Regions from separate parts of the Mus musculus genome. Here all the other regions are linked to region 1. Evidence: chromatin contacts called from public HiChIP or PLAC-seq, Micro-C and promoter capture Hi-C data. All regions are on one chromosome and are shown on one strand. The core of a region is the stretch at or near the end of the contact, and the rest is flanking DNA. Distances in the headings are between cores, read along the strand shown. Region 1 holds the start of Igf2bp1 (insulin-like growth factor 2 mRNA binding protein 1). Region 2 holds the start of Itga3 (integrin alpha 3). Region 3 overlaps Gm11523 (a long non-coding RNA gene). Region 4 holds the start of Spop (speckle-type BTB/POZ protein).

What was found. Promoter capture Hi-C pulls out the DNA fragments that hold promoters and counts their contacts. Hi-C and Micro-C count contacts between places; a contact is called where the count stands out from the background. HiChIP or PLAC-seq counts read pairs in DNA pulled down with a chosen protein or histone mark.
Region 2: a contact with region 1 is called in a promoter capture Hi-C map of liver, with 2.7 times the contacts expected there. The contact joins the promoter of Itga3 here to the promoter of Igf2bp1 in region 1. A contact is called at or near these places in 3 of 39 promoter capture datasets (hippocampal neurons, liver and pre-B cells) and 1 of 115 datasets of contacts at active chromatin or transcription factors (pancreatic cancer cells).
Region 3: a contact with region 1 is called in an H3K4me3 HiChIP or PLAC-seq map of embryonic forebrain, with 4 times the contacts expected there. The contact joins the enhancer-like site here to the promoter of Igf2bp1 in region 1. A contact is called at or near these places in 8 of 115 datasets of contacts at active chromatin or transcription factors (embryonic forebrain, embryonic hindbrain, embryonic limb bud and 5 more) and 1 of 9 other capture datasets (embryonic tail).
Region 4: a Micro-C map of embryonic stem cells shows a contact between it and region 1, with 4 times the contacts expected there. The contact joins the promoter of Spop here to the promoter of Igf2bp1 in region 1. A contact is called at or near these places in 1 of 484 Hi-C or Micro-C datasets (embryonic stem cells) and 1 of 115 datasets of contacts at active chromatin or transcription factors (pancreatic cancer cells).

What each region holds. Positions count from the first base shown.
Region 1 is chr11:96,003,749-96,009,157 of GRCm38.p6, reverse strand. It overlaps Igf2bp1 (insulin-like growth factor 2 mRNA binding protein 1), which reads left to right and starts at 3,214. Exons shown (of 15, transcript NM_009951.4): 1 at 3,214-3,699; 2 at 4,875-4,935. The coding sequence starts at 3,525.
Region 2 is chr11:95,073,798-95,079,206 of GRCm38.p6, reverse strand. Itga3 (integrin alpha 3) reads left to right here and starts at 2,493. Exons shown (of 26, transcript NM_013565.3): 1 at 2,493-3,076. The coding sequence starts at 2,871.
Region 3 is chr11:96,870,079-96,875,487 of GRCm38.p6, reverse strand. It overlaps Gm11523 (a long non-coding RNA gene), which reads left to right. Exons shown (of 4, transcript XR_880183.2): 2 at 1-1,635. It also overlaps the pseudogene Gm11524. Among named protein-coding and RNA genes, the nearest start is that of Gm11523, 7.8 kb to the left of the region's middle. RefSeq lists an enhancer at 1,034-3,232. Within about 2 kb of position 2,812, at least 80 of the 459 cell types and tissues checked have an H3K27ac peak or open chromatin away from gene starts, as enhancers often do. A contact at or near this core is called in embryonic forebrain, embryonic tail and forebrain, where this site is marked.
Region 4 is chr11:95,410,653-95,416,061 of GRCm38.p6, reverse strand. Spop (speckle-type BTB/POZ protein) reads right to left here and starts at 1,979. Exons shown (of 10, transcript NM_001359107.1): 1 at 1,658-1,979.

The DNA.
Region 1 (5,409 bases), core at 1,965-4,464:
TCAGGTTATACCATGTAGTTCCCCCAGCTCCAGTCTACAGAGTCATGTCACTGAGGCAAAACTCATGTGGAGGTTTCAAAACTGCACCTCACCCCAGCAGCCTCTATCTACTCTTGTGTCCTTAACAAACGTTTGCAGTTCCTGACTATCAACACAGAAGCCCTGTATTGGGGGAGGGGGGGAGGGAGGGGGAGGGTGGAGAGAGGATTAGAATTTAGTGAAACAGCTAACTCTAAAAAGAATCAGTGTGAATAGAAATAATTGGCACTTTGTTAATGAAATAATTTTAAAAGATTTAAAAAATAGACTGTGTAAGTATTCTGTTCTGAAATCTGTTTCCCTTACATTGCCATTTAAAAAAAAACTGATTACTTCCAGCTAACTTTAAATTATTTCTCAAATGGAAAGGGAGTCAACTTAAAAGTGAATTGAATTACATTGCTATTTGTAAGTTTTGCTTTTTTTTTTTGAGCTTTAGGATGGTAAAGGATGCACTATGTTTTGCAGTTTACAAGTCTGGGTAGGAGGTTTTTTTTTTTTTTTTTTGAGGGTTAAGCTGCTTTTGTTTTAGCAATAAAGAGAATACTGGTTAGGTTACCCAGGGGGATTATCTGATGTTTTTATCAACCCCTAAAGATTTAAAGTAAACGAAGCAAACAGCACCTAAAGTTTTTGGGAGCTGGGATGTTCTGCCAAGGTAGTTTCTTCCTTGCCCCCCAACATAAAAGATTTGGAGACAGTTACTATTTATGAAGACCCAAAGACTGTAACAGACAGCTTCTAAGACCATCTTTTAGCCCTAACAAAAATCCACACATCACTAAGAAAAGTCCCTCCCTACCGGACTTTTAATTTTCTTGAATTCCTTTTCTCTTAAGTTTGTTTTGCATTCAAAAATATTTTCTGTGAGTGTCTACTATGCGGCAGGCACTGTTTCCAGCTCATTGGCTTAGTTTGTTAAGAACTTCGCTGTGATCAAGAGCTGACAAAACACCAAGTTAGTGGGGGCTGGGGGAATGTCGGGGAGGGCGTGTGGGGACAGAGACACAGACATTTCACATCTTCCTGGACAGAAAACATTTTTTTTTTCCTATTAAGCAACTAATAGCTTGTAATACTTAGATTCCTGTTGCTTCATGGGAAGAAAAATGTCACAAAAACAAAAAACCCGACAAACACGTGGCTGGCTAGAACAAAACGCTGATTCGAGAGTGGGTTCTGAAGGTGGTGGAGGGAGACTCAAAAGCCGAGTTGGAAGCCCTCCCCCGCCCCATTTCTTCCCGGCTCTCCGGGAAAACGAGGAGGGGGACAAAGGTGCTGGGTGTTGTGTTTTAACTCCCGACTTTCCGAATGGTAGGGAATCATCCGGCAGATGGGCGGTGAGCCGAAGTCGGAACTGGCTTATAGACTCTGCAAACGAAAAAAATAACAATAAAAAAATCCAAGCCATTTATATCGGTGCAGTCAACACGTGTTACGGAGGCGGCCCGGGCCGCAGGCGACTGAGACAATGGGATCGGGACGGGGGAAGGGGAGAGTGACCCCCTTCCTCACCTGCCCTCTCAAACGCGTGCCCCGACAACCCTCCTCCCACTTGCAGACTCGAGCGGCTCAAGGACCATCCCTTTTTCTAGGGGTGTTGTCGCCGGCCCCTTCTCCGCGGTGGCCAGGCAGGGGGCTTCTCCAGGGTCTCCGTGCCTCGCTCTCCACCTCCCTCTGGCGTCGATCCAGCCTCAGCCGCTGGAACCTCGGGTGTCCCCCGCGTAGAGCCGGGGATCCCGGTACTGAGTGTGCAACGCGTCCCGCGCTCCGCTGCGCGTCCGGGACTCCCAGCGCGCGGCCCCCTCCCCCACCTCACAGACGGGGTGCGACCGCCCACGTGTCGCCCCTCGCCCAGTCCGGTCTTTCCCTCGGGCTCCCGGAGCCTGAGGATCCGGAACGCGTCGGTCCTAGCGGAGGGAAGGGACCTGGGCGGATCCACTTCCCCCTCCCCACGGGGAGGGGGGAGGGCCGCAGCCCCCTCCCCCGCTGCTCGCTTCCTCAAGCGCGGAGCGGAAATTACCCCCTCCCCGCCCCGGGCTGACCTGGGGACGTGGGCGGGGCCTCTGCACCCCCTCCCCCGGCGGCCTTCCAAAATCCAGCACCCCAAAACTAAGTTCTGAGACCCACAGCCTGCGCATGGACCATCGCTCAGTGCATCGCGGGTAGAGCGGACGCAGGCGGGCGACGCCACCTGTCCGCTCCTTGCGTGGGGAGGGCGAGGGGGACCTCGGAGCTCAACCCGGTCCCTCCCTTCTGAAGCCAACCCCTCCGGTTCGGGGTCGATCGGTGGTGCGACCACCCCTCGTCGTTTTTCCCCCACCCAGTTGATCTTCGAGGATGCTCTCGAGCCGGGTCGTGCAGGCTTTCCCCCAAGGATGCTGGAGTGTTGTCATCCAGCAGCTGGACTGGGTGCAAGCCAGCTTTTCTCCAGTGGGGATCCCGAAACATGATTTCCTGCGGGTCCCTCGTTTTCAGGCGCTGTCTCTCGTGTCCCGTGTCCGCAGCTTCCCGATCCCGCGCTCTCAGGGTCCCCTGAATCAGGACCCGGGAGGCCAGCGAAGTCTAGCGGTGTAGCGGGAAAGACAGTGACCCCCTACTTAGAAACGTAGAGGAAAGGCGTCTTTCCTTTTAAATAACCGGTTCCTGCGACCCCCTCCTGAAGACCCCAGAGTCCTCAGCTTCTCTTTGTCTGTCTCGGCAGTCCCCCGCCTGTCAGTCGCTAGCAGTTTGCCGGGGTGGGGTGGGCAGCCCAGTCTCCACAAAACGAATAAAAAAATTACCGTACATTTTATTCCTAAGAACTGGGGGGATTTGGGTCGCCACCGCCCTCCCCCCGCCACCCCCCCCCCCCGTGCAGGTCGCTGTGGGGGCGGGGCGCCGCTTTAGGGGCCAGGTTCTTGCAAAGGGGGAGGGGGATAGGAGAGCTGGGGGGGGAACTCTGCTTCCACTTTCCTGGTTTACCCGTGGGGTGCGCTGAGTGCCGCCCCCAAGATTGGAGACTGTTGGGTTGGTCCGGGTTGGAGGGCCAAGGGGCCCGGTGGCGTCGGGGGTCTTTCCCTGCAGGGTGGGTGGGGGCTGTCACCACGTGGCTTCGCCTTTTTTTTTTTTCCTGCTCCATTTTTTTTTTTTTTTCAAGTCGATTTTATTTAGAGGCGGCGCCAGGGCGGCCGCGGAGAAACGTGACACACCAGCCCGCTCGCAGGGGTTTCGGACCGAAGGGAAGGAGCCGCGCCGCGTCGTCGTCAGCCTCCCCTGCACTCGGCGGGCACTTCTCCCGGGCTCACCCAAACTCTCCCGTGACCCCCGCGTGCCCTCAGGCCGCCCACCCGCCCGGAGCTCCGGACAACTTCAGGGGTGGGGTGCGTAGAAAGTTTGCGGCTCCCGCCGCCCGTCTCCACGCCTCTCGGCCTAGGAGGCTCTCCGCCCGCGCCCGCCCGGCTCGGCCTTGCCTGGAACCGTGTCCTTGCCCCGCCACCGCCACCATGAACAAGCTTTACATCGGCAACCTCAACGAGAGTGTGACCCCCGCAGACTTGGAGAAAGTATTCGCGGAGCACAAGATCTCCTACAGCGGCCAGTTCTTGGTCAAATCCGGCTACGCCTTCGTGGATTGCCCCGACGAGCACTGGGCGATGAAGGCCATCGAAACTTTCTCGGGTAAGAGCGCGGCCACCTCCCCGGAAAACACACACACACACACACACACACACACACACACGAAATCCCGGAACAACGGGGACCTGCAGCTCCTCTTTTCCTTGCCGGCCAACTCTTCCCGGGTCCGGGAGGGCTCGGCCTCCGTCTTCGGTCCCCAGCCTCGCCCGGCCTCCCTCGACGCCTTCTCCCGGCGCGGAGATATTCGGGATTTCCTCACCCCTTCCCCCAGCCCGAGGCGCTCGTGGCGGCTCCCTACACCCCTCCCCACCGACGGGGCGGGAGCCCCGGTTGGCAACTGGTGGGGGTGGGGGTGGGGGTGTCTCACGAACACTGGGGTTCGGGTATAGGCGTGGTTTCCCCGATTCCCCCCCGCCCCTAGTCAGCCCCCCATGCGCTAGAGCACCCCCAAAGCCCCTGCCCTCCGTCCCGGGCCTTTCCAGGATGGGGGTTCGCGCACCTCAGCTCTTCCCGCTTTAACTAGGGACTAAGCCCTGAGGCAGGACGTGGGAGGAAGGGGCTCCCGCCTCCCGCCCAAGGCCTGGGGCTTGAGCCATTTTGATTTGAAAGTGGGGCGTGAGCCGGGTGGCGCGGCGGCGGTGGCGGTGGCGGCGGCGGGTCGCCATGCTGCTTCCCGAGACGCCGAGGCTGGGCCGAGAGGCGCGCGGCTACCGCGAGGGACCCTCCGCCCCGGGCCGCGCCGCCCCGGGGGCCCTCCGCTAGCCCTGTGGCCCCGACCCGGCCTGGTCGCCTAAGCCCTTCACCGTGGCTCTGCTGGAAAATAAAGTTTTAATTCTCTACTCCCGCCCCACTTCGCGAAACGATCCTGCTTTCGCCTGTCTCCTTCCTTCTACTTCTGGAGCCGCCGAAGCAAGCGCGCTCACACAAACGCTCACACCTTTCCCAAATCTGAGCAGGCTGCTCAATCAGCCCACGTGATTAATGGAAATAAAACGAAAAAAATTGAAGAAAAAAAAAAACCCAACGAAATTACGGGTTCTACCAAACCCGGAGCAACCTTTCCCCCCACAGGCCTCTGCAGCTGGTGCCTGGATTTCTAGGAGGCCCCAGGAACTCTAGAATTTAGCTAATGTCCCTTACTCACCCTTCCACCCCATCCCTCCCCCATTTCTTTACACTCATTCATCTCTTTTTTTTTTCTTTTTTTAAATCTTCAGGGAAAGTAGAACTGCAAGGAAAACGTCTAGAGATTGAACACTCAGTCCCCAAAAAACAAAGGTAGGAAAAGAGTTCCTTTTGGGAAACAGTAATATTTAGGGGTCCATAGCGTCTCCAGTGGAACAAACCCATTACTGGCCTTTCCACCCCCACCCCCAACTCCGGATGTTGGGGGCTGGGAGAGATTGGCTAGGATCGTGTAGTGGTTGTTTTATAGCTTTAGAAGAAATCCAACAACTTGGGATTGGGGTGGGCTAAAAGACATTACTTGAAAAATTAAAGAGAAAAAAAATCAATAGAGCAGGAACTCTGTGGAGTTAGTTCATAGTGTGGGACTGGGACCATTTTCTGTATGGGAGTTTAAATATGGAGAATTCAAACTAATGGTGGTGGTGATTTTTTTTTTTTTATAACTTTCTATCAGGCCTCCTTTTTCCTATGTTTCTCATCTTTTTTATAACACAATTTGTTAGTAGATTTGAGAGTGTTCTTTTTCTACTGGGGGTGATTAATGAGCAACGTACCCCATTCAGA
Region 2 (5,409 bases), core at 1,244-3,743, 930 kb after region 1:
TGCTGCTCCCTCACGAGGCAAACAAGGTCGGCAGTCCTGACTTTCAGAGGGCACCCAGAAAGATGACGCGAGTCTGGACATTAAATGATTTGTAAGATGTGACGACGCCAAGCTTCAGAGGCCTGCACGTTAACCCCCACTTTCCCCATGGAGAAGACAGGAAACTGCTCAGCCTAGGCCCGTAGCTGGGGGATGGGAGCAAGGTGGGAGTCTGGGCAGATCCTAAAGCCACGCTCCTAACTTTACCTGGTTAAGGATGCTCGCTCCTCAGTAGCCAATATTCTGAGGCTGGCCTGAGCTACATGGCAGAAGTCATACCAGGCTGGCAAGATGCCTCAGCATATAAAGTGCTTGCTGTACAAGGCTGATGACCTGAGTTTGACCTCAGAAAGCATGTAAAAGTGGAAGAATCACCTAGCCCATGAGGTTGTCCTGACTTCCATATGCAGACTGAAGCATGTTCTATAGGCTGAGGGAGTGGTCTTTGCTGCCTATGGCTTACATCTCTGGGGGTTTTGGTATGTTTGTTGTTTTCCCCCCTCTGCCCAGAACACTACAATCTACTTTATCTCTTGGGACCGGTTCCATTCCTAAAGCAGACAAGCTTCTTATCGGGAGCTAAACAGCCGGGTAGTAAATATGCATTGGTTTGTACGCAAAGACAGAGGAACAAGGCTAGAAAGGTCATCAGATCTTCTGGTATTTGCAAAGCTAAAGGAAGATAGATTGTTTAGCAGTTACCATTTTAACCAGTTAGGCGGGGCATCTAGAATTTGCCAGGCCAAAAGGGAAGTAGAAAGTAATGGAAGAGGACACTCCCATAGGAGAGGCTCCGGTCACACCAAGTCTCAACAAAATCTGATTTGTCCTAAGGGTTAATCATTAGCATAATGGTTAAGAAGGGTTCTGGGGTTAGATACCGCACTATTAGAATCTTAGCTTTGTGGCTTTAGCCGAATAGCGTAACTTCCTTGAGCCTTGGTGTTCTCATCTTAAAAGCAGAGCTAATTCCCTGATGACTGGTGTAAGGATTTCATAATCGTAGACCCGCGCCTTCCGGTGGCTCACCTCTGCTTTCTCATCTTTCTATTTAACTCCAGGCTCATCTGGGCTGCTCCTGCATCAATGTGGCCACATGGGGCTGCAAAGATCTCAAACTTACTTTATGCAGGGAAAGCTGCTTGCTCCCCCTGGTCCCTCCAGGGCTGTGTCTGATGAAGAGACAGCTCTGCTCCCATATGTAAATAGAGAGACAGGTACAGACCTGGGTTTACATAGTGGTGGCAACGACAAACTGTCAGTAATTGTCATGAGCAAAAGGACATCCTGGTCTCTAAGGGCTGCACCTTTGAGTGTAAGAGATAAGATCAGCTGTGAGGAAATGATTGTACCTTCTAAGGTCACAATGTCTAGATAGGGAATCAGACACAGAATGAGCTGGTTCCTCAAACACCGGAGCAGAATCCCATTGGATGGGCTCATTTTCTGCTTTCCCTTTTCCTTAGACTGGTGGTTGTGTAGATGTGTGTGTATACACATATATACTTGTATACATGTATATTGCCTTGAAAAAGTAGTATTTGTAAAGCAGTTAGCATAGTGCCTGCTGCATGTGCTGTTCTTATTTAATTATAAAAACATGTAGAAAACGATGCTCAGGGAAAATGAGTCTTGTTCTGCATTAGGGGAAATCTGAGTTAGACCAAAACAACATTCCATACACTCTTGGAGTTCCCTAATTCTTCCTCGGATAGTGAGATCTTTGAGTCAAGCCCACCTGTCTCCACCCAGCATCACACCTGTGGGGGCTGAGGTCCCATTCACTGCTTCGAGACAAAGGCTGCCCTTTGCTAATTATTATTTCTGATGGGTTGTCATCACCACCACTAAATATCTGTCTGGCTTTGCGGAGGAGCCGCTTCCAGCAGGGAACAGGATGAGAGGAGGCGGGTGGGCAGGAGAAATACTCCTTCATACATAACATTGAGTGTACTTAGCACGAAGAAGTTAAGTCCGGAGACCCGCAGTCACCTCTTAGGGACTCACATCACTGCGGAGGTCCGCATTCCAGGCAGCCGAACACAGTCGACCGTTCTCCGAAGAGCCAACGCCTGGTTTGTCCAGCGGGGATCGCGGTGCTGGCGGTGCCTTGAACGGCCTTTCCAGTAGCAGCCGCCGCAAGCGCCAAGCAAATCCACCTCTGGCCCCGCCCGTCCAATCCGTCTTGTACCGAAGGCGACGCTCCTAGGAAGAAGCTCTCCGCTGGAAGGGGAAATCCGGGCTTTAAGGGTTCCCGACAGGTGTCTGAGAGAGAGGGCGGAGTCGCGATAGGAGAGATGGAGAGGGAGGGGCGGCGCTGCCCCTTTAAGAGGCGGCGGCCGAGCGGGGACCTTTTCTCTTTCCCCGGAAGGAAAGCGGAGCCCGGACTGGGCGCGCAAGGTGGGGAGGTGCGGGGCTGGGCGGTGGGGAGGCGGGGCGCGCTGGGGAGGATCCCTCCCTCCTGCCCTCCTGGTGATCGAGGGCTTGCCGTTCTAAATCCTCCACCTAGCCGAGGTCCAAAGAGCTAACACCTCCAAGGGGGCGCGGCCGGGACCATCTAGGGTGTGGGGTGCTCGGAGCTCGGAACGGTGACCCGTCCACCGAACCAACGTGAGAGTAGATCCACGGATCTGGAAAACGGATTGGAAAAGCACCCGGAGCAGACGTGAAAGTGACCCGGACTAGGGTAAAAAATTGCCTGACTACCGGTGCAGCGGCTCTGCGGGCTCGGGTGTCCTCTGGTGGCGCCTGGAGCAGGTGAACCGTTCATCACTCCCGGTGCTGAGCCCTCTAGCGATTTCGCCCGGCCCCTTACGGCCCGGCCCGCAGCCATGGGCCCCGGCCCCTGCCGCGTGCCCCGCGCCCCTGGCTGGCTGCTCCGCGCTCTGGCCTTGATGGTGGCGGCTTGCGGCCGGGTCGCCTTCGCCTTCAACCTGGACACCCGATTCCTGGTGGTGAAGGAGGCGGTGAACCCCGGTAGCCTCTTCGGCTACTCGGTCGCCCTCCATCGGCAGACTGAGCGACAACAGCGCTACCTGTAAGTCAGCCTGGCGGCGGTGAGGTGGGGTGCAGAGAGAGGGGTATGTGCGCGGATACCTGACCTAAGCTAAACTGGAGCCCTGGGCCCGCTGACTTCCAGGCCTGCTGCTGCTGGCCTTTCCTTGTGAGCCAGGATTAAGAGGGCGGGTAAGACGGCAGTTCTCCGATTGTGGGGCTTGGCGGCAAGTGGAGGAAGGGGGTGGGGGGAGGGGGGCAGTAATCATGGCAAGTGCTGACCTGGCCAGAACCTGTCTAGACGCGACCGCTCCACATTTCAGACATCTTCGGAAGTAGGGTCTTTGTTGCCCAGCACCCTGAGAATCCAGTACCTAACATTAGCTTCTTTCCCGGGCTAGGAGAACTCTGTATATTAAACACCTATTACATCGCTCTTCCCCTCCTCCTTGAAGAGAACCGAGAATATATGCGTTCAAATCCCTATTAGCCCTCTCATTTAGCCTGTGGCCAGAGCAGCCACGCCCTCTGCAGAACCAGGCTGGACCACACTTCTCAAGGGCTTGGCATTGCAGAGTGAGGTGATGAAGAGGCTGGGCATTCGGAGCTGTCCAGAGACTTCCTCTTGCCCCTAGAGGAACGGACAGTAGAAGACAGAGGAGGCGCTGTCTTCTACTCTGAGGCCAGAGCCCACCCGGAAGCAGTGGGGGTACTCCCACCAGACATCTCCCTGCATTCCACAGATTCATGTTGAATCAGCAGCCCTGAGTGTGTTTGTTTTGGTTTGAAGAGGGGAATGGTGTTTTCTCTTTTCTTCTGCTCTTTGCAACAGCTGCAAGAAGCGGGAAGAGCCCAGCAGAGTGGAGGAGGGGAGGAGATTGCATCCAGCCACCTGCCCCTCCCTGAGCACACTCATGCCCAACGGGTCATGTCCAGGTGTCTGAGGTTTCTCTGCATAGGTTCTGTGTGCTTAGGTTGGCTAGCTGAGGGAAGAGGGTGACCAGAGGTGGTGAAACTGCCCAGGAGGGACAGTGATGATCCATCATATAAGCCCCTCCTACCTTTTTGAGCTGGGTGGTCTGCCAGGCATTTACTCCTGCCCGGCCTCTGACAGTTCCTAAATCAGAAGACACAGTCAAGGTAAAAAGTGTTGAAACCTCTCCCTGCTCTGACTGGGGCCTGTAGAAACTTGAGGAAGTTTGGAATGTTCAAAGTCCAACTCAACGTCAGTCTTTGCCTCTGTCCTGCTGGCCCAGCCCTTGTCCGTACTGCCCACCTGGACTTAGTCTCTACCCTACCTGGCCCCTGCAGAAGAAGGTGGATCCACCACACCCTTCCTGTCCTGGCTGGGCAGATTTAACCTTCTACCTTTCTGAGGCCCTCTGATAATAGTTAGTTGCTACAGCAGTGCTGTTGCCTCCCCCCAGCCCAGTCCAGAGTTCTCAGATGTTCTGTTGTTGAATGTGCATGGCCGGAACTAACACACTAGAAGAGATTCTGCAACATCTCCCGCTCTATTCTGTGACCTTGAGGACGATATGATATTACTTTCTCCGGGGCCGGTTTCCCCCCGGGATGAGCTTATACCTGGATCTGTGTGTTCCCTCTTATCTCTGCTGACCTGTGAGAGGCACCTGACATTGTAGCGAGAAAAGCTGAGTGTTCCAGTTCCTCTGCTGTGTCTCGGCTCTGGTTCCAACACCTGAGCTTTAGTTTCCCCAGCTCTGGAGAACACATCTTCTCAGAGTTAGTAATATTTTAGTGTGATAGTGTGTCTAGAATGGTCCTGGAGTGTCCAGTCCCCCAGCAGACACCAGTAGGCTCTGGGGCTGAGACTGGATAGAGGTGTACTTCTTTCACCTATGAGTCTTACCCAAGTTGGCCATATGGAAGATGTCTGCTTTCCTCTCCTGGCAGCTGCATTGAATGCCGAAGCTCACAGACCTCTGAGGGCAGGTGGTTCTGGTCAGATGGGTCTTCTCTGTCTTGCCCAGATCTGCTTCTGTGTCTTGGCTCTGTCTTCATTTTACTGAGTTCAGCTCTCCGTCCTTTTGGGAGAAGCAGCTGGGATTCGCTATAGCCAGCTGTGTAGCCAGATGTTAACAGCTGCCCCAGTATTCTAAGGAACTAATAGGTCAAACTGCAGCCTCAGATTCTGTCAGTCTCATAGAGTCCTTGGGAGAGTGCAGTGGCTCTCGGTTCTTCCTTTGGGGTCTGCTAGCTGTTCAGAGAGCCCTGAGTGTATATGCACAATCATGGGATTGCACATAGTCCCTGGGAGATCAGGGAGGGCAAAGCAGAGCTTCTATGTCCTCAAAGATTTCAGCCTAGAAGCGGTTAAAAATCCAAGATAGACTTTTTAATCTCTATCCTGGG
Region 3 (5,409 bases), core at 1,563-4,062, 870 kb before region 1:
TTCTCATCCTGTAGGTCCCGACACTTTTGGGGGTCTAACAAGCCATTCACTGGGGTCCAATATTAGGTATTCTGCATATCAAATATTTACATTACAATTCATAGCAGTAGCAAAAGTACAGTTATGAAGTAGCAGCAAAAATAATTTTATGGCTGAGAGATCATCACAACATTGCAGCTTTAGGAAGAAGGTTAAGAACTGCTCCTCTAGACAGGCAGACAGGCAGACAGGCAGGCCTCTGTCATTTTGCTTTTGAAGGTGTTGGAAATGGGGGTGAGGGGTGGGGGCAAAACACATGGTTTCTGGGTCATTTAGAGAACCAGGTCTGGCTGTGCCCTTGTGGTATTTCACACTAAGGAGAAGGTCAGCACGGTGGCTTGGTATTTAAGCTGAGAACTTTGGAGGTCCAGACAAGTTCAAGGCCAACCTGAACTATAAAGTCAAACACTGCCCTCCCAGTACCCCACACCCTCCCCCCAAAAAAACCAACAGTCTAAGAGGAGGAAGGAGAAGTCCACTCAAAGCTTACAGACTTGGCCCATGGTTCTTAAGACCATTTACCCATAATCCCCCACACTATGACGTTAGTACTCCCAGGCTGAGCTTGCCTTCTTTACCAGTGGTCTCTGATATACCCCCAGCTGGTTCTTTTGCACGTACTGCCCCCCCCAAACCATTCCAAGCTTGATAGGGATAAGGACCAACAATGTTTAGGGATTTGAGGTGCCTAGAAGTCTTTCTATTGGGAAGGACGGTCCTCTCCTTGAGACTCTGAGGTTTAGCTGCAAGACCTCAGACATAACTCTTCTTTTCAAACATTCCTGGTTTCAGGAGACATGGGGTAAAAAAGTTTCAGGAGACATGGATGGGTGGGGGGTAAAAAAAAAAAAAACAGAAGCCATGGGCAAGACAGCCCCAAGGGGCCTGAGAGCGAGAGAGAGAGAGAGAGAGAGAGAGAGAGAGAGAGAGAGAGAACTGAGAATGTAAAAACCAGCAAGGAGGAGAGATTCCAAGAGCAGACCTCACATCTCTTCCTAAATCGCAAACCAGGAAGCCCAAGGTGGTTGAAGGAGGAAAAATAGTTTTGCTTAAAGAGAAAGGTCACTTGGGGTGATTTAAAGCAGAAACGTGTATGTTCTAGTGGATTATTGATGCAGGAAAACATTGGTGCTTTTAAAGCTCCCACTGTGTGCTCAAAGCCAGCCTCCTCCCAATGCTTGCCTGCTCCCCAGAGTCTGCTAAAAATCCTCATATTAGACCCCAAGGGTCCTTCGAGATCTAGAATGGTCCTTCATGTTATAGATGAGAAGCAGAGACCCAGAGAGAGATTCTAGCTGGCCTCAGACCCCACAGCTAGCAAACAGTATAAGGTCTGCCTGGCTGTTACTGCTCTGACGGACAGGGACAGCCGCTGGACCAGGCCCTCTTTCTTCCCGTGGAGGCCGCTGGCTCACTCGCCCGCCAGCCCGCCCCGGAAAGTCCTGGTTTCCAAGAGGCACACTCAGAATCTCAAACATCTCAGACCTTTCTAAGCTCCTAGTCACCCCTGTCCCCTGAAGGCCTGTCACCTGAAGACATCTCCACCAGAGTGACAGCTCTAGCCCTAGATGGCCTGGGGCCTCTCCCCAGGGGTTGGTGAGTGGGAAGGGGGCCTTTTTGTGGGGCCTTCTTCAGTCGATTGTCTGCAGCTCTGTCTTTGTCTGTCTGTCAGTCAGAAGGGAACCACTGAGGGGGAGAGGTCAGGCCGGTCACTGGACAAGCAGAAAGAGGCCTGTCCCCATCAGAGAAGGGTTGGGGAGAGGGCTCCCTCCTCCTCCTCACCACCAACCCCCACCGGCTTTCTCAGCTCCTTTGCTGGCTCCCTTAGGGAATTACAGCCCCTGCTTATTTCAGAACCAGGGCAGCAACTGCCCACAAAAAGCTCTTGTCTTCCAGTGCTGCAAAACCTTGGTTCCTTTTTGGAAAGCTTCTCCCCGACCTGGCCTGTCTGCAGGAAGCAGATGTGAAGGGGTCTACCTCAAAACTAACAAGCAGGGGCATTTCCACAAAGCCCTTCCTCCCCTGTGACTCCACTCCAGTACCTGCTTCTGTCTCTGCACCCCAGGCTCTCAACACACACACACACACACACACACACACACACACACACACACACACACGCACTACAATCACACCGAGTGTCATCCCGGGAGAGTCCACTTCCAAGCCACACCAGTTTCTACTGTATACTGACGCATCTCCCCAGATTGCGCTGTTTCTAGTCTCCCCCAGTTCCTCCTGCACAGGAATCCACCCATCTCCCCAGATTCGACTGTTTTCAGGCTTCTCTCTCACACTCTCTCTCTCTCCACCTCCCACCCCCTGTACACGAACTGTCTCCCCAGATTCTGCGGTTTCCAGGTTCCCCTATATTTTTCCTGGTACACAAATTGGCCTCTTCGGATTCGGCAGTTTCCAGAACCCCCTTGCTCTCTCACCCCGCAGTTCTATCTCCCCAGATTCAGCTGTTTTCAGGCTGCCCTTATTTGCCCTGTACACGGGGACCCCTCTCAAGTTCTACCGTTTCAAGGGCCCCCCCATTTCCCTTGTACACGGATCAGTCTCCAGTGTCTGTCCATCCCAACTGCCGCAGGGCTTCAGTGGGTTTAAGGAGAGTGGAAGGAGGAGAGTCAGGAAGAGGAGGAGAAAACACTGCCATCCGGGAGAGCCCTGATTCACTTCTCTTGTGACCCAGAGCTCCTAAGCAGCTTGCACACAGACACAGGCGGTCTCTGGGCTCTGGGCCTCCGCTCCTACAAATAGATCCCTTAAGACCATTTGCCCGGAGACTTCCTCCTCCCTGCGGCTGCTGCAGGGGCTGCCTGTCCCAGTACTCAGCGCAAACCCCCGCTCTCTCCCTGCTAATCTTTTCTTCTCGGCCCCTTTGTCTCTCCCAGCCACTGCTCCTGAGCCTCCCCCTCAGTTTATTTACACAGAGCTTAAGGGAGACTCCAGACGCCCCCACCCCCAGCCAAGAGGGATCTGGAGTTAAAGATCCACACTTGATTTATTTCCCCTTTGTCTTAGTTTGCAGGATGAGGTGGATCACCTACAGGCTCTGGAAACTAGGATGCCCAGGCTAGCCTTTCAGCGCGGCTCTCCAGCCCAGCAAACAATTGTTCGCTCTTCATCTCATAAGCAGGGGTCCTGAATCCTGATCCTCCCAGGCAGGGTGAGAGTGGTGGTCTGCAAGGATTTTTAGGATTTTTTTTTTTAAGATTTATTTATTTGTTTGTTATTTATATAGTACACTGCAGCTGTCTTCAGACACATACCAGAAGAGGGCATCAGATCCCATTACAGATGGTTGTGAGCCACCATGTGGTTGCTGGGATTTGAACTCAAGACCTCTGGAAGAGCAGTCAGTGCTCTTAACCGCTAAGCCATCTCACCAGCCCAGTTTTTAGGATTCTTATATTCTCCGATTGATTATTAACGAATTAATTGTTAGGATCTCAGTCTGCAGCTGAAGTTTGTGTTCTCAGGTTTGCAAGTCAGGTTGGCCTTGGATTTACAGCAACCCTCCTGCCTTGATTAGAGGTGTGAACCACCGCACATATGCACCTTTGGGCTGATTTCAATACTGCCACCCCACCACCACCCTGAACGCGCCTGATCTCGTCAATACTGCCCCACCAAAATTTCTGCTCAGCTGGTTTCCCACTGTCTTCTTCTGCTCACACCTCCTAACGTTATCCTAATCCCAACCATTTTGACACCCAGAATAGGCAGGTCTTGCTGGCCCTAGGAACAGTCTGAGTGCACCAGGGAACAATAGGAAGGGTGGGCCCAGTGGGGTCAGGGTAGTGGCCTAGTTAAAGGCACACCTTCTTCACGAGGAAGCCCACGCCTGGATTCCTGCCCCATTGTTTCTGGTCCCAGGAGCAGGGAACAGACTCAGTTTTCCTACCTGTCAAGCTTGGATGAGGACATCTGTCTATCTCACGGAGATGGGAGGTGGGAGTGGTAAAGAAAGTTACACGGTAAAGGAGATAGAATCCATCCGTGGAGCATGACAAATACAAACTGTAAATCATGCTGTTGTAAATAGGTCTTATTAGGACTTTGTGGGATTTTTTCCCCCTCTTTATGTATATATTTTCCTTTGTTTGAGAAAATGGCAGGAAAAAAGCACTTGGTCATTATTTTGTCACTGTTATCACCATCATCATCATCACCACCATCATCATCATCTCTATTACCATCGATCATTACCATTATCCTAATCATCATAATTATCACCACCATCATCACCATCACCACCATCATCATTACCACCATCATCACCATCACCACCATCACCATCATCATCATCATCGTTTGCTTTTTTGAGGCAAGGTCACACAAAGCCTGGGTTTGTCTAAAACTCTATTTGTAGTTGAAGATGACATTGAACTTTAAAAAGCAAAACAACAAAACAGACTTCGTTTTTCTTGTATAAAAACCCTTATGTGGTAGCCTCAGCTGGAGCTTGGGTCCTCTGAACAGAGACTCTGGTGTGGGTTTTCACAAGATGATCAGTGAATTCTTGATAAGGAGGCGTGGTGGTCAGAGTCTCTTTCCAGAGGTTGGGAGTCAGGTAGCTGTAGTCTTGGAAATGGCATCAAAAGGTGGCCTTGGCAAAGTTGCTGCCCCCCGGCTGAAGTGCAGCAGTCAACAATACTGTCAACACCATCAGGAGCTTCTTGGGCACAGAGGCAGAAACAGTGCCTGCCTCTGGGGCAGGGATGAGGCGCACCAGCACAGAGCCACAGCAGCCTGTCACCTTGCATGGAACAGTGTGGGGCTTGCCAGTCTCCACACAGGGGCGATGGAAAGCTTGGCCAAGGTGATGGCCCCTTGAATGGCAGTGGCAACCTCCTTGGAGCACTTAACACGAAGACCAACGTGACCACTGTCGTCCCCAGCAGTGACGAAAGCCTTGAACCTGCTCGCTGTCCACCCGAGTCTGTGTCTGCACTGGCATGGTTTTCAGAACCTCATCCTTTAGGGACGCACCCAGGAAAAAGTTAATGATCTCAAACTCCTTAATGGGCAGGGAGAACAGGTAGATCTCCAAGGACTTGATCTTTATGCCCTTTACCAGGTGGCCCAGCTTGGTGACAGGGATCCACTAATTCAGCTTTACCACCAGGAGCCCTGTGGCCTCCACCACACTTCTGTCCCTAAGACCACTATGGAAGCCTCCTAATCCTGCCCCCACCTACCCCTGATGTCTTCCAGACCCTCCTGCTGCACCAGTGTCAGCCACCATGTTGTGTTTTCTAGAGGGAGGAGGAGGAGAAGGAAAAGGAGGGAGAAGAGAAGGAGGGAGGGAGGAGGGAGAGGAGGAGGAGGGAGAGGAGGAGGAGGAGGAGGAGAAACAGCAGC
Region 4 (5,409 bases), core at 730-3,229, 590 kb after region 1:
ACCAAAATTATGTCTTGTGAGAATACCAAAGAAAGAACACAAAGGAAAAGGAATTTCAAAACAAGGCTGATTCATGTCCCACTCCCAAGAGTATGAGACATTAGGTTAGCCAGACAACTGAAAAACAAAAGATGCCCCTCCCTTTTCCATTCTCTCCACCCAACAACAAGTTAGCTATTCATTTCAATACAATTCAGCAAACTTTTTGCTAGTAGAAAGTGTTTATCTTTGGGACCAAATGTATACCTGGCACTAGGGAGGCAGAGGTAAGCAGATCTCTGTGAATACAGTCTTGAGACCAGCATGGTCTTCATAGGGAATTCCATGCCAGTCATGGCTACATAACAACTTGACTATATCAAAAACAAATAAAACATCTTTTTCCCTACATGGTAGAGCTAAGACAAAGTTTCTAAGAGGGATGGCACAGCACCAAACTAAAGAACCAACTGCAGTCTGTCAGCTAAAACTCTGGGACCTAAGTCACTGGAATATTTTTGTAAAGTTCCTCATTTTAATTTTTTGGAACTTGCCAATATGAAAGAATTAGTGCTCAAATTATTTGAAACTAATACTTCTGGACAAGTTGTTCAATTGTTTCTGATTACCCCTGTTTCCATATTGTCACAGAATGTACAACTAAACTGTACAACTAAATGTATAACTAAACTGAAACGCTATGGAAGAACTTACACACACACACACAATGAACCAAAAAGGTCCCACTAAGTAAAAGGGCTGAAATGAAGCTACTGATTGACAGCTTGATTTCTGTTTTGTTGTTACCTCAAGTCTGTGTGTGGCACTTATCCCTTCCTTAGCTACTCTGTAAAGGCAACTCAGAATTTTACTAAAGAGAAATTCCCACCTTAGTTTCTTTTTTAATGGACCTTTTAACAAATCCTTTTTAACAAGACTATCAAAATCCCCTGCCAGAATAACGAGTTGGACTTACTCCTAAACTTAGGGGAAGTTTGTAGTAAGGTTTCAGCATGACGACGGGAGTGGTGGAAAGGGAAGTAATACTAGAAGTAGAAGTAGCAGTTAAGTTTCAAAAAGAAGGGTCAGCGTGGGACACGTTGGCTCTAGGAGGCGTTGGTAGCCTGGGAGTCTCTAGGGCAACACCAGATGCAAATAGTGCTTTGTCCTTAAATCCCTCGCATAATTTAAATTCTCCCTCTCGGATCGGAGCGACAAGCTCACTATTGGGTGGCAAGTCTAGCGAAGAAGGCGGGCTCGTGGTCAAGGGGCTCTTTATCCCGCAGGTCCCTGCAAAACAGCAATGCGCATGCGTCCTGAAGCAGCGACCAGGCACCCGGAGCTCCTTCACATTCGAGCATGCGCAGTTCCCCATCTCGCCGCAGGCGACAGCTCACTATTTGGCAAGGGGGATGGGGTTGGGGATATGATGGTGAGGGAGGCAGGAGGCAGGGGGCGCGTTTGTGTTTCCAGAATGCTTGAGGTAGGAAGAACGGACGGCTGACTAGGCTCTGGCTTCCTCGGGCCAGGAAACCAACATAGGAAATGGGGCAGAGAATAGTACATTAGGAAAAGTGTGTGTTGTGGGGGAGGGTTTAGTCACTTCTCAAGGAAAAACCCCGCACCCCAACAGGCCAACCCCTTCTTCGACTCTTGACACACACATACACACACTCACCTGAGAACGGCGGCGACAGCTGCTGGTCCCTGTCCCCCTGCGCTCGCCTCATACTGCCCGCAACATCCGGGACCTGCGGGACCGCCGATACACAAATACACTCTTGGAGCGCGCACACACATACAAACACATACACACACATACACACACACACATACACACATACACACACACACACCACACACACACACACACCACACACACACACACCACACACACACACACACACACACATACACACACACACACACACACATACACACCGACACACACCGGCCTGGGCGTCCTGTCGTCAGCACGTCGACGCAGCGAGCGCGTACCCGCCGGGCCCCACCCCGCGCGGCCTCCTCCCCCCAGCTTCCCGCCCCGCCCCACCCCGCCTCGCCCCGCCCCGTCCTGCCCCGCCCCACCCCGTCCCGCTCAAGACTCTCCAGCTCCTCCTCTTTTAAGACTCCGCCTACCTTCCCTAGTGCGCAAGCGTCGCGAGGTGGTGCCAGGGCCCGGGAATTTGGGCGGAAGGCGGAGCCAGAGTGGAAAGAGGCGGGAACTCGGAGGGGGTCGCGTGCAGCGCGCAGAAGTTCGCGCTGAGGTGCGAGGCCAGAATGGAGGAAGGAAGCTGAGATCCAGGGACCGGGTGGGTGGAGCAGCAACAGGCATTTCGCAACTGAAACCTAGTTGTGCAGTTTGTGGATTACCGATGACTTAGCTCTTACTTTCTTTTTTAGGCAACTCTCAGCTAAAATACTTTTTAAAGAACTTTTAACATGTGTTTTAGTTTGTTTTATTTTTTGAAATAGGGTCTTGCTCTATAGGATTGGTTGACCTAGCACTCTCTTTGTTGACAGGCTGGCCTTAAATTCATAGAGATCCATGTCCAATAAGCCTAGCCTGCAAATGCTAACATTTATAAGGTACTTTGCTAGAGTACTGTGAGGCACACCTTTAACCCCAGAACTCGGGAGGCAGAGGCAGGAGAAGCTCTGTGAATTTAAGGCCAGCTTGGTCTACTTACTGAGTTCACAGTCAGCTAGAATTACAAGGTGATACCGCGTCTTGAAAACTAAATAAATTAGCATTTGACAACAATAACCAAAGAGCTGTTCTTTCTGGGAAAGGCAGAAGGGGTGTGTGTGTGTGTGTGTGTGTGTGTGAGAGAGAGAGAGAGAGAGAGAGAGAGAGAGAGAGAGAGAGAGAGAGACCCAATGGAGAGGAAGCTGATTCTGTGACAATTCCTTGGCTAAGCCATCCGGGTCCCCAGTCTGTCTCATGTCTTAGCTCCCATGGACCAAAAGTGATTCTGGAGTTGGGTAGAATTGTCTCAGAGCATCTTGGCCCTGGAAGAAAACAGTCATCTTTGTGTTACATTCTTCGATTACCTTAAACTTAAAAGAAAATATTTTATTACTGAATCAAGCTCTCAAAAGCAAAAGCAGACTGCCTCTTGCATACACATATCAAGCACACACCTAGCTCTGAGAGATCAACCCAGTGACCCTGTGGGTCATGAGGTAACAGGGTTGCAGCCTAATTGAGAGCTGCTTCCTGGCACCCTACTGCTTTCCAGGCCTTGGGACAGTCTCCAGGAGACTCTGCTCCTATCTCTTGCCACATGCTCCTTGGCACCCAGTGGCTGGTGAGCCTGTTCAGCAGGGAAGGCTGGCAGCCCAGGAACCAAGCCACTGGGTTTGGAAAGAACCCCGACAGTGCCGGGAGGCTTTCCACTTTCAAGTATAGAAGCAGACCCCGTAATCCCCATATGAAATATCCTAGGAATTATAAGCAAAACCTTCCAAACCCTTGGGGCCTTACACAACCTAGATTCTAGATGAAATTGCTCTTATTGGTTTTTTTTTTCTCTGCTTTATTTTGAGGGTTTGGGGTTTTGAGATGATCTCACACAGTCCAGGCTGACCCCCCCCCCCCCCCACACACACACACACACAGCTCACTACGTAACAGAGGCTGGCTTTGAGCTCCTGATCTTATGCCTCTACCTTCTGAGTACTAAGACTGAAAGGGTGTTCCACTCTGCCCAACCAAAATGGTTTATTTACGAACTGGAGAGCCCAGATTCTCTACTGATGTGGTCCGTGTGCTTGGCTCTAAAGCAGAAAGAGCTCTTGACACCTGAGGCAGATTCTTGAAACTTTTCAATTAGATTTCATTTACTGTCACTATCAACAAACCCTCCTCTCTTGAGCTGAAGCCAGAGAGGTGTTGGCTCCTTGTAAAAATTATGGCTGTCCCGTGGGTAACTCAGTAACCAGTTACAAATCACTAGCCCTTGGTGACACCGTGGCTGTTTAGTTACCTAGTCTCTTGACTTAGGATTTCACAGAGAAGCAGAGAGAGGGGGGGGGGGGGAGAGAGAGAGAGAGAGAGGCTCTTGAGAAAGGAGCATGGGGAAGAGGTGCAGAAAGAGTTGGTTATGGAGAATAGACACATCTGGACATCTGTTTCAGCTTCCTTACAATTGAGACTAATCCTTACAGTTTAGCCAGACTCTACCCAGGATATGGGAGAGGGAGAGGGCTCCTCCGGGTATGGAATATGTGCCAGCAGCTTGTCCAGACCCCAGTCTGAATCCCCAGTGATCTGGAAGGCTATAAGAGGTTCTATTGCCATCTGTAGCTCTGTGCAATGAGGCTCCCATTTTACTGCGAGGACCACACCGCCCACCTGAGATATGATCCCTCCAGCCTCTGCACAAAGGGCTTTGATTTGGTGTGGAGCTGATTAAGCGATTGTGGATGTCCTTGGAAGCACTACGTGTAAGAATTTTAAACAGCTTCTCCTTTTTAATATGCACTTCCTCTTCGGTTTTAATTATTTTGTTCCTACATTTTCCCTTTCAATTTACTAAAATCTAGAAATGTAATTAGAGCAGAGGCCAGGCTCAGAGAAGGCTGCCAGGATTTCTACAGCATGATTAAATATACCAGGCATCCCTTTAGTGTGGGACTGAAAAATAAGATTCTCATTATTATCTTTCCCTTATCCAGGAAAGAATCGGTACCACGTACTGATCTGGATTTATTGAAAATGCAGCACTAATTAAAAACTCACCCAGCCTCTTGACAAGGTTTGGGTAAAGAAAAAAAAAGTTCAGTTATTTAATTATTTCCTCCATTTAATGTTTTGTTGTTGTAACCACAACAAGCAAAGAAGCCCTCGTTGCTCCTCAAAATAAAATTTTCCTCTCCTCGTGAGGGACTTAATGAGGCTTTTATCTATGCAACAACAATCAAGCTTACAATGGCACCAATTCAATTCAGTGCTCCTTGTGATACTAGGAAACATGCAGAACTCATTTTCTTAATCCAAAACACAAACGACAAAATGTTCATTGGCTGTCATGAGCCAGGTCTGGGCAAGGGATCTGTCCCCAAAGACCCTGAGATGTCTGTTGTTTATTTATTTTGCCAGCATGGATCTTGAACAGTTCAATAAGCAAAGGCAGATTCCCGCCCCGCCCCGCCCCCCCCACCACCACCATAGGGGAGGTAGAGGCAGGCTAGCCTGAAGAGAAATATGAACTACTGTTTTAGATGTAAGCACTTTAAGGAGTTAAGTCTCTTGCCTTTATAGAGTTCTTCAGTTGGTTCAATGACAGCTTTGTATCCCACCCATCCACCATCCTGCCCAAGCCCGGTATCTGCCATATTTGAGTCTTTGTAGAGATGCCTTTGTAGAGATGGATAGACAGACGGGAAGACCAGTAGGGAATACAGTCCTGTGTCCTGACAATGTCC